Regions from separate parts of the Ovis aries genome. Here region 1 is linked to region 2. Evidence: chromatin contacts called from public Hi-C data. All regions are on one chromosome and are shown on one strand. The core of a region is the stretch at or near the end of the contact, and the rest is flanking DNA. Distances in the headings are between cores, read along the strand shown. Region 1 holds the start of KLF3 (KLF transcription factor 3). Region 2 has its middle 120 kb from the start of TRNAI-AAU.

Region 1 (4,411 bases), core at 939-3,438, 160 kb after region 2:
TGGGATTGAGTGAACCGCAGGGCTGTGGCCAGCAAGGGAGGAGAGGAGTTAAGGATGACTTCAGGCAGCTCTGGTTTGGGCACCTGGAGAGATGGTGGTGTCAGTCACTGGATGGATTCATTTTTGTGCAAGTTATGTTTGAGCAGTCTCCCACAGGGCACTGAGCATGGTGTGTTCATTAATTAACCTTTTTACAACTTTCTCTTCCCTCTTGCATCTTTCACATCAAAGACACTCCCTACTTAATCTTGAATAACGCTTTTTTTTCAGATAGACTACTTCACTCTTCAGGTTTTCATCATTCTCTGTCCCTTGAGTGAAGCCTGTGTTTTTTGAGTCTCAACTATGAACCAGGCATGGAAATGCAAAACAAGTTCATCAGTCGTCACTAATGTTTTTTCAGCTAATACAAATCTAAGGCATCCGATCAGACTTTTAATGATGTCAATGATCAATAAGTTGCGATTAGTAACTGACACAAATCCAACTTTTTTCCTTGCACATGTCTTTATTCACTAAGAAAAACAAAACAAAAACCCTCATCCTTTTACATTTTAAAGATTAATTTTATGGGACAGTAGGATGGCACATGAACTGGGGTCAGTTCTGGGTATTTTCCACGTGGTCTTTTATGTATATGCATTTTTTTTTTTTTACAATAAGCAATTTCACTACTTGAGGTTTCCCGGTACTAATTTTATAATATTGTGTAGTTACACGCTGGGGTTCCGAATATACGGTATCTCTATGTTTTAAGTAGTACCATGCCTGGATGAAGCATCAAAGTGAAAATGGTGAACTTAAAGGGCCTTTAAAACATCTTGAAGCAATAACAAGCCATAGACTGCAGCAGGGGCGTTTTTAAACAGTGCACAGGACTAAAACAATTGAACCAATTTGTCTTTTGTTCTTTTTTTATTGCATTCTTTATTACATTAATACTGTTTAAAAAGAAACTCAAAAAGCATTAAACTTGGGTACCAAGCTCTGCAAAGTCCTCCCGGGGGCCTGGCTCCTGGGAAGGCCCCCGAGAACGTTCGCCCTCGGTCCTGGGGAGGCGACTTGTAAGGAAATGTCGCCACTCTTAGCCCTCGGCTCGCCCCAAGGTCTCCCTCGAAGCAGGAGGATCTGAAGTTTGCCAAGTTTTTCGACAAGCCCGGCTGAGCAAACGCCTCTGCGCCCGGTCGCCGTTTCGCTCCAGCTGCAGGCCCGGCCGTGGGAAGTTTGCTCGGGGGTATTCGGGCCCTCAAAGAAAAGTCCCCGGGAGGCGGGGGCGCCACCGGCCGGGCCGCACCTCCCCCCCGGGGCGGACGACAAGGGGGACCCGGCGCCCCGGGCACAAAGAAAGCGCGCTGGAGGATGGTGAATGACCTTGGAGACGCGGCACCGTTTTAGGGCTGCAGTCACCCCAACTGCCCTCCCTTTTCTCGCCGCTCTGTCTCTCCCGAATCTGCCCGGGTCCACCCGCTGCAACACCAGCGGTGTCTTTTTCTGGTTTTTCTTTAAGAGAGTTGTCCGCTCTGGCCACTGGGCCCAGCCCTTCCCACCGCGCCCGGGGCCGCCCTTCCCGCCGGAGCCGTCTGATTGATGGCCCCGACCGCCTCAGGGCCCCCGCCTCGGCTCGCCCGCGAGCCCGGCTGTGTGTCTTGGAAGCGGCGCAGCGGGCTGCTGCCCTGTGACGCCCGGAGCGGCCAGCGCCGCCCTTCCTTCCCCCCGGGCTCGGGCGGCGGCGCGGCGGCGGGGCCGGGCCGGGCTGGGCCGCGCGCTCCAGGGCCGAGGGCGGAGGGCGCCGGGAGGGGGCGCGGGCGGGGACTCCGGGGGGGAGGGGGAGGCGGAGGGCGGGGGCCGCGCACGCCCAGCCCCACGGCCGCGCCGCGCCTCGCGGGACAGGTTGGGCCGGCGGGGCGGCGCCCGGCTCCGGGGAATAATGAGTGTCTGTCAGGCCTTCCCCGGGTGACTGGGCGGGGCGGGGCGGAGGCGGCGCGGGAGGCGGGGGTGGCGGGGGAAGGGCGCAGGGCGGGGTGCGTGTTTGCGCGAGTGACTCGGCCGACCCCTCCGGCGGCTGCCTCCACCCAAGTGGGTGGGGACCCGCCCAGCCCGGGCGGCCGCGGCGGCTCCCTCTCCCCTCCCTGACCCTCCCACCCCGGGTCCCAGCCTCTACTTACCCCGCCAGCCCTGGGAGGCTCGCAGAGCGAGCGGCGCCGGCGTCATGTGACTGCCCGGAGTTGGTGCCAGGAGCCAGAGGGGAGCCAGGAGCGGAGCCGCGCGGAGCCCGGGCCCTAGCCGGAGCGCAGCGCGAGCGCCCGCCGAGCCGAGCCGCGCCCGCCGCACGCGCGCCTGTCCCCGTCCCTGTCCCCTGCGGCCGCCGCCCGTACTGGAGCGCTGACACCTCTGCATCCGCGGGGTTCCAGGCAGCCCGGATCCGGGCCTTTATTTCTCGCCTGCAGCGCTCAGCACCGCGCCTCGAAAAGTAAGTCCCCTCTCGCTCACCTTTCCTTCTCGCCCCGACTCCCGCTGCCCCCCTTTTCGGCTAGTCCAGTTTCCTTTTTTTTTTTTCCCGGGTAGGGGGGCGACGTGCGGTGAATGGGCTGGGGGTGCAGCGCGGAGGTGGGGGCGCCCCCGGGCTTGGGAAAGTGCAACAGCTCCGCGCAGCCGGGGGCGGGGGTGGAAGAGGAGGCGAGGGGGAGGGGGCCCCCGGGTTCCGCGGTGGAAAGTGTAGGATTGGGGAGAACCGCCGTGCAGATCTGCGGGAGCGACGAGCAAGGCCAGCGGCGCCCGCCGCGGCCCGGGATAGGGCGCGGGCGGGGGCTCACCTGTGTGGTCCCCCGACCGCCTCCCGCCTGCCCGCTCGCGATTCCCTCCAAAGCCCCAGAAATCTTAGTGTTCTCCGCGTGTGGCAACGTTGTTTGGAGAAAGGTAGCGCCGAGGCCGCGCGCTCCTGCTCCTCCCCCTCCTCGTCCCCCACCTCCCGCACCCTCCCTCTCCCCGCCCCCCGCCTGCGCCCCCTGCCGCCCCCCTTCTCGGACCGGGCGCGCTGCCGCTCACCCGTCGCCGGAGCAAACTTGGAGCAGCCTGGCGGGCCCTCTGGGAAGAAACTTGGGGCGATCGGGAGTGGAGGGAGCATCCCATTCTCGGTCCTGGAGTCCAGGAGCTGGCCAGGGCGTCTGGATCCCTGAGGGCAGGGGAAAGAGCTGGCCGGGTTTGGAGAGTCGTCCTCGGGTGCAAGGAGAGAACCTGCCGCAGTGTCTGGAGGAAGGATTGCAGCGTGGCTGGAGGCGAAGAACGCCTTAGGCGACTGCCTGCAGTGTTAGGGCCCCGAGCCGGGTGGGGGCCGAGGGAGGGATCTCTGGACCTGGACGCTTGGGACCTACCTTTGGAGATAGCAGACAATACCTGGAATTGTCATAGCTACTTCTCTGGCAGATAAAAGCGAGAACAGTATTCCACTTTTACAGCAGTATATAAAACTAGATGAAGACCGTGTGAATGGGACTTTTTTTCCCTAAGCCAGGTTAAAGGGAAATTGGTAATTGCTCACCTTCTTGTATTTCACTAAAATAAACATTGTACACTGAATTTGTTTTTTACTAACTCAGAATGTATTTTTCGATAGGTCATCCAAGACATTTTAAACATATTGATTATATTCTCAGAAGAGTCTGGTGTATAGAGAAGTGTGAAGTGGTATTCTGACTTCATTTAGATTTGGTGTCTAATTATTAAACAAAATCAAGTAGGGTATAAGGCAGTTGTTCATTATAGGTTACTTCACAGAACAGTTTTGTGCTGTCCTTTTCTGAGTGCTTTATATGTATGAATTTGAGGAGCATTTTTAAAAGAGAAATTCATCCGGATGATAATCTGCATAACCCAAGAGAAGACTTGCTTTTAGGGGAAAAAATTTTTATGACACTAACATCTTGAAAATTTTGTGAGTTAGTAGTATTTTTTAAAGAGTGGATGTGTTTCTTCTGTGGCTTGAAACATGAGGTATGGAAGTTGACTTTGTTCTGTTCACAGAAACCTTAAATGGGATGTTTAATTTCATTCAGTTCCCTAAAGAAGCTGATATCTCAATTTCTACAGTCAGTGGGGTTTGCTGCAGAACTGTTAGAAAAAAGCAGCCTAATGTACCATGGGTGAGGTCAGTGAAAATAGACTATAAGGAGCATTCTACCTGCCTGAAGGAAAATGCAAGTATGAAAATCCTTAACGTGAGAAGAACAAAACTAACTGCTTAGACCACAGAACCTTGTCAGATGTAAAACATGGCAACATAGCTTTGGAGAAAGCTATTGTTTTTTTCACTGCAAAGTTTCTAAATTAAAACCCAATCTTCTGGTTGCTGTGGACACAGTGATGCCTTTTTTTTTTCCTTTTTTTCTTTTTACCTGTAGTTATATGTACACAC
Region 2 (4,629 bases), core at 231-2,730:
ATCTGGATGATATAAAATTGCACTAAGTAATGCAATCAACTCCATCAGACTGTGGGACCTTAACTCTCCAGCAATGCATCCACCCCACCCTGAAGAAGGTCCTGGCCAACAGCAGCATAAACATCTGGCAGATCGAGTGCCAAAAGCAACGTTGTAAGAATGAGCATTCAGAGGGTCCCTGAGGATTTTGTTTTAACACCCAAACATTTGTAGAAGGAAGTATGGCTTTTATTTTGGCTGTCAGAGCCTCTTTGTTAATTAAAAACCTTAATGAAACAAAGAATTTGCTACCAGCTCTCCCACATCTGTCTTATTAGTAAGAGTGAAGAATAACAAGTCATCTCCTGGATACCTACTATAAGACCCACGGTCCCATGACTTTGTGAAATAAGAAATACATTTAATATGATAGTGTTATTTTCCAAAAGAGTCTGTAAACCAGAAAACTGGGGAAAGAAACATAATTCTTGCCTGGAGAATCCCAGGGACGGGGCTGCCGTCTATGGGGTCGCACAGAGTCGGACACGACTGAAGTGACTTAGCAGCAGCAGCAGCAGCAGGAGAAGGTTCCACTAAGTATGGTAGGAATTGGTTACACCAAGACTGTGTAGCCAAAGAGTCAGTGCCACTGAAAACATCTCTTCAATTCTCAGAGAAGCAGGGCCAGCGAGATTCATATACAGTCTGAATTTGACAGAAGAAATGTTCTCATCCAGAAGAGGGTTGCCGGGACCTGGAACAGCTTGTGCAGTGAATTCTAGCCTGGACACCCATCCGCGTTAGTCAGAAAATTTGCATCAGAGTTGCTTCTCCAGTGTCGATTCTGGGGAAGAATTCTGCCAGGCCTTTTTTTTTTTTTTTTTTTTTTTAGTACATTCTTTTTTTTCATTAAGGAAATAATTTAACTTAATGTAAAATTAAGAGAAAATTGACAGAGAGAAGAATAAAAGCAATCTCTGCGGTCCCACTACTTAACTTACATTAACTATTGTTAATATTCTGGTGTATTTCCTTTTAGTCTTTCTTCTTTGCATGTAACGGTTTGCTTGGTATTAGTTTTGTTTGTTTTGTACCTGGCTGTGATTGTCCAAAATACTTACTTTGCACACTTCTTCATTTTCTCACTTAAAAGCTCATCACACACGTTTCCCTGTATGGCTATGCAGGCTTCTTAAACGTTTTTAATGGCTGCCTGAATCCTGAATCCCAGGATGGCTCCTCCCAGAGTCAGCTGCTCTGGGCTCAGAAAAAGCAAGTTCATTTTATCATGAAACAGCCTCGGCTGGTAAAGGAAATCTGCTGTCCCCAAAACTCATAATGCATTTCATTACCTCTGGATTATCAGTGTGGAATTATTCACATCACTGCCCTTAATTATCCACCTCACTGCCTTCTTCATTAGCATGGAGGGTGGAACCCAGGCTGGGCTGTATTCTCTTCAGAGCCTCAGTCACTTCTGATTAGTGAGTGGCTTAGAAAATAGCCTCAGCTCAAGCAGGCCACTGCCAGTTAGCGCTCTGTTCCGGCAAAGCGTGTCACTGTGGTCCCTCTCTGGATCAGCAGAAAGGCGATGGGGTGAGGGGTGGGGGTGGGGCTGTAGTAGGGAGGGGTAGGCAGGTCTCAGGGGCTACACTGCCCCTCTCACCTCTCCTCCCTTCACCCCAGCCCCCAGAGCTCACTCTCCTGCTTCATCCAGCTTCCCCTCAACCGAAGAAGAAAGGCGTTTGGTTGTAGGAGCTTGCTTGTGAGACAATACCACCTACAATCCTATAATACTTGTCATTCCTCCACCTCCTTGGCCCTCCCCCTACTTGGGATGCCCCCTAACAAAAGGCCTCAGTTTGACCCCCAAGGCAGGCAAAAGCTGATTCAAAGTGGGGATTTGAATCTATTTCGCTGAGCAGACCAAAGACCACAAGCCCGCCACATTCAATTTACTAACCCCAAAGTCAGGCAGAAACATGAGTTATCTTCTTCCTCTTCTTCTTTTTTCTTTTTTTAAATAGAAGCCAAGTAAACTAGTCTCAAAATTATATACAGTGTTTTTAAAGGCCTGAAGCCGTATATAAACACTGCCTCCAAAGTAGCAGATAACCATGAACGTACTCCACCATTTTTTCAGCATGAGCTCCTGTCAGAAGCTCTTTATTCAGAGAGGACGCACCTTTGCAAACTCTCTACCACTGAAAAGGAATTCCTGGTAGATAGGCATTTCTGTTGTCCTAAAAGCTAGCCTGTGAACACTACTGCTGGGTGCTACTTTTTTAAAAGGCTGGCATCATAACCCATTGGTTTGCTTCCCATCCACGGCTCAAAAATATGTATGTAAAGTCTGCTGTCTCAGGGCTGGGGCTCCTCACTCACCAGCTGGGACAGTCAGAGGCTGTTTCCTCCCCAGTCCCAAGGCGAACAGAGGCTCCTTGTCTGGAAGGAGCCTGCCAGGAAGTGCCTGCTGTTCCAGGGTAAACGTGGACATTCACTTAAGAAGTCAGGCTGTCTCGAGAATGAACTCTGATCAGACAGGATGGAGCAATTAGGGCCAGGAATTGCGACAGTGACAAATAGGAAACTGTAGGTAATATCTGAGCTGTAGGCTGCGGCTATTCTTTGCCTAGAGCTTAAGCAAGATTGTTTGGGGGACCGAAAGAAATGACTGGTTTATACAACAGAATATTTGATCTTCAGAAAAAAATTCTCTCCCCTTTTCTGACTCAAAGTCTAATAGGAACCTCTGGGAGACTCTTCTGTGCCATTTCATAGGCTGCGCTTTCTTCCATCCTACTGGTAAATACACTTTCCTATAGTGTCACTTACATATTTACATACTTGGTTATTCTATCTTTAAGTTAAACCGTATTTTAAAGTAGTGTACGATTCACAGCAAAATTGAGGGGAAGAGATTTCCCATATTCCCCCTGCCCACCCACGTGCACAGCCTCCCCAATTAACAACATCCCCCACCAACAACATCCCCCGCCAGAGTGGTACATTTGTTACAACTGATGAACCTACATTAACACATCACAGCACTTTAAGTCCATAGTTTACATTAGGTTTCACTCTTGGAGTTATTCACTCTGCGGGTTTGGACAAATGCATAATCTGAACCTACGATTATCATATCATACAGAATATTTTTATTGCCCTAAAATCCTCTGTGCTCCACCTAGTCCTCCCTCCAGCTCTCCCCTTGGTCTTTTACTGTCTCTGTAGTTTTGCCTTTTCCAGAATGGAAATCATACAATATGTAGCCTTTTCAGGTTGGCTTCTTTCACCTAGGAATATGCATTGAAGTTTCCTCCCTTTCTTGCCATAGCTTGGTAGCTCACTTCTTTTTCAGTTCAGTTTAGTCATCAGTCTTGTCTGACTCTTTGCGAGCCCATGAACCACAGCACAGCCTCCCTGTCCATCACCAACTCCCAGAGTTTACCCAAACTCATGTCCATCGAGTCAGTGATGCCATCCAACCATCTCATCCTCTGTCGTCCCCTTCTCCTCCTGCCTTCAATCTTTCCCAGCATCAGGGTCTTTTCAAATGAGTCAGCTCTTCGCATCAGGTGGCCAAAGTATTGGAGTTTCAGCTTCAACATTAGTCCTTCCAATGAATACCCAGGACTGATCTTCTTTAGGACGGACTGGTTGGATCTCCTTGCAGTCCAAGGGACTCTCAAGAGTCTTCTCCAACACCACAGTTCAAAAGCATCAATTCTTCTGCACACAGCTTTCTTTATGGTCCAACTTCTTTTTAGCACTAAATAATATTCCATTGTCTGACTGTACCAAATTTATCCATCTCCCTGTTGAAGGATATCTTGGTTGCCTCCAAGTTTTGGCGAGTATAAAGAAAGCTCCTACAAACATCCATGTGTAGGTGTTTGTGAAGACATGGACTTTCCATTTCTTTGAGTAAATACCAAGTAATGTGATCGGATCATAGAGTAAAATTACATTTAATTTTGTAAGAAACTCATTCTTTTTTTAGCAAATATTTATTAAGTGTAAACTATGTGTTAGGCGTCATGCTGAGCTGGAAATGCCTTGGAGAGTATGGTAAACATGAGCTAAGGTCTTGGCAGAGTATTCTCTGTCACTATATAAAGATCCAGATCTATCTATCTTATAGATCTATATATAATATCGCCTATCACTTTGTCTAGCACTTACTAGGTGGCAGGCATGCTGCCCAGTGCTGTACATGCATTATCTTTTTTTAATCCTCATGACAACCATATGGAATAGAAGTTGTTTTCCCCTTTTTCCAGATGAGGAGATTCAGGTTCAGAGAGGTTACATCATTTGCCCAAACCATTCAGTTCACAGATGGCAAAGCTAGGGTGTAAAACAAAGTCTGACTGGTTCCCAAGTCTGTGCTTTTAATCACTGCATGATGCAACCTCTCTGGTGCTTACTAACCATTTGGATGACCTCACTGGTCTAAGATCAGGCTTCCGGTGATCTCACACACACCCCCAAGATATCACTGGAAAAAGTGGACACCTGAGAACAATGGGAAAAGCCCAAGATGTTGCTACAAAACTTCTTCAGAAAAAAATTGTATTTTTATGCCAAATCCTAGAACATTAGAACTAGAGAACACCTTAGAATTTCTCTTTCTGAACAACTCAAGAT

The links. Hi-C and Micro-C count contacts between places; a contact is called where the count stands out from the background.
Region 1: a Hi-C map of hypothalamus shows a contact between it and region 2, with 2.0 times the contacts expected there. The contact joins the promoter of KLF3 here to the enhancer-like site in region 2. A contact is called at or near these places in 2 of 16 Hi-C or Micro-C datasets (hypothalamus and retroperitoneal adipose tissue).

What each region holds. Positions count from the first base shown.
Region 1 is chr6:58,644,628-58,649,038 of ARS-UI_Ramb_v3.0, forward strand. KLF3 (KLF transcription factor 3) reads left to right here and starts at 2,189. Exons shown (of 6, transcript XM_015096439.3): 1 at 2,189-2,470. It overlaps LOC121819827 (a long non-coding RNA gene), which reads right to left and starts at 3,468. Exons shown (of 2, transcript XR_006060146.2): 1 at 3,372-3,468; 2 at 2,505-3,246.
Region 2 is chr6:58,487,726-58,492,354 of ARS-UI_Ramb_v3.0, forward strand. No RefSeq gene overlaps it. Among named protein-coding and RNA genes, the nearest start is that of TRNAI-AAU, 120 kb to the right of the region's middle. Within about 2 kb of position 1,481, at least 15 of the 54 cell types and tissues checked have an H3K27ac peak or open chromatin away from gene starts, as enhancers often do. A contact at or near this core is called in hypothalamus, where this site is marked.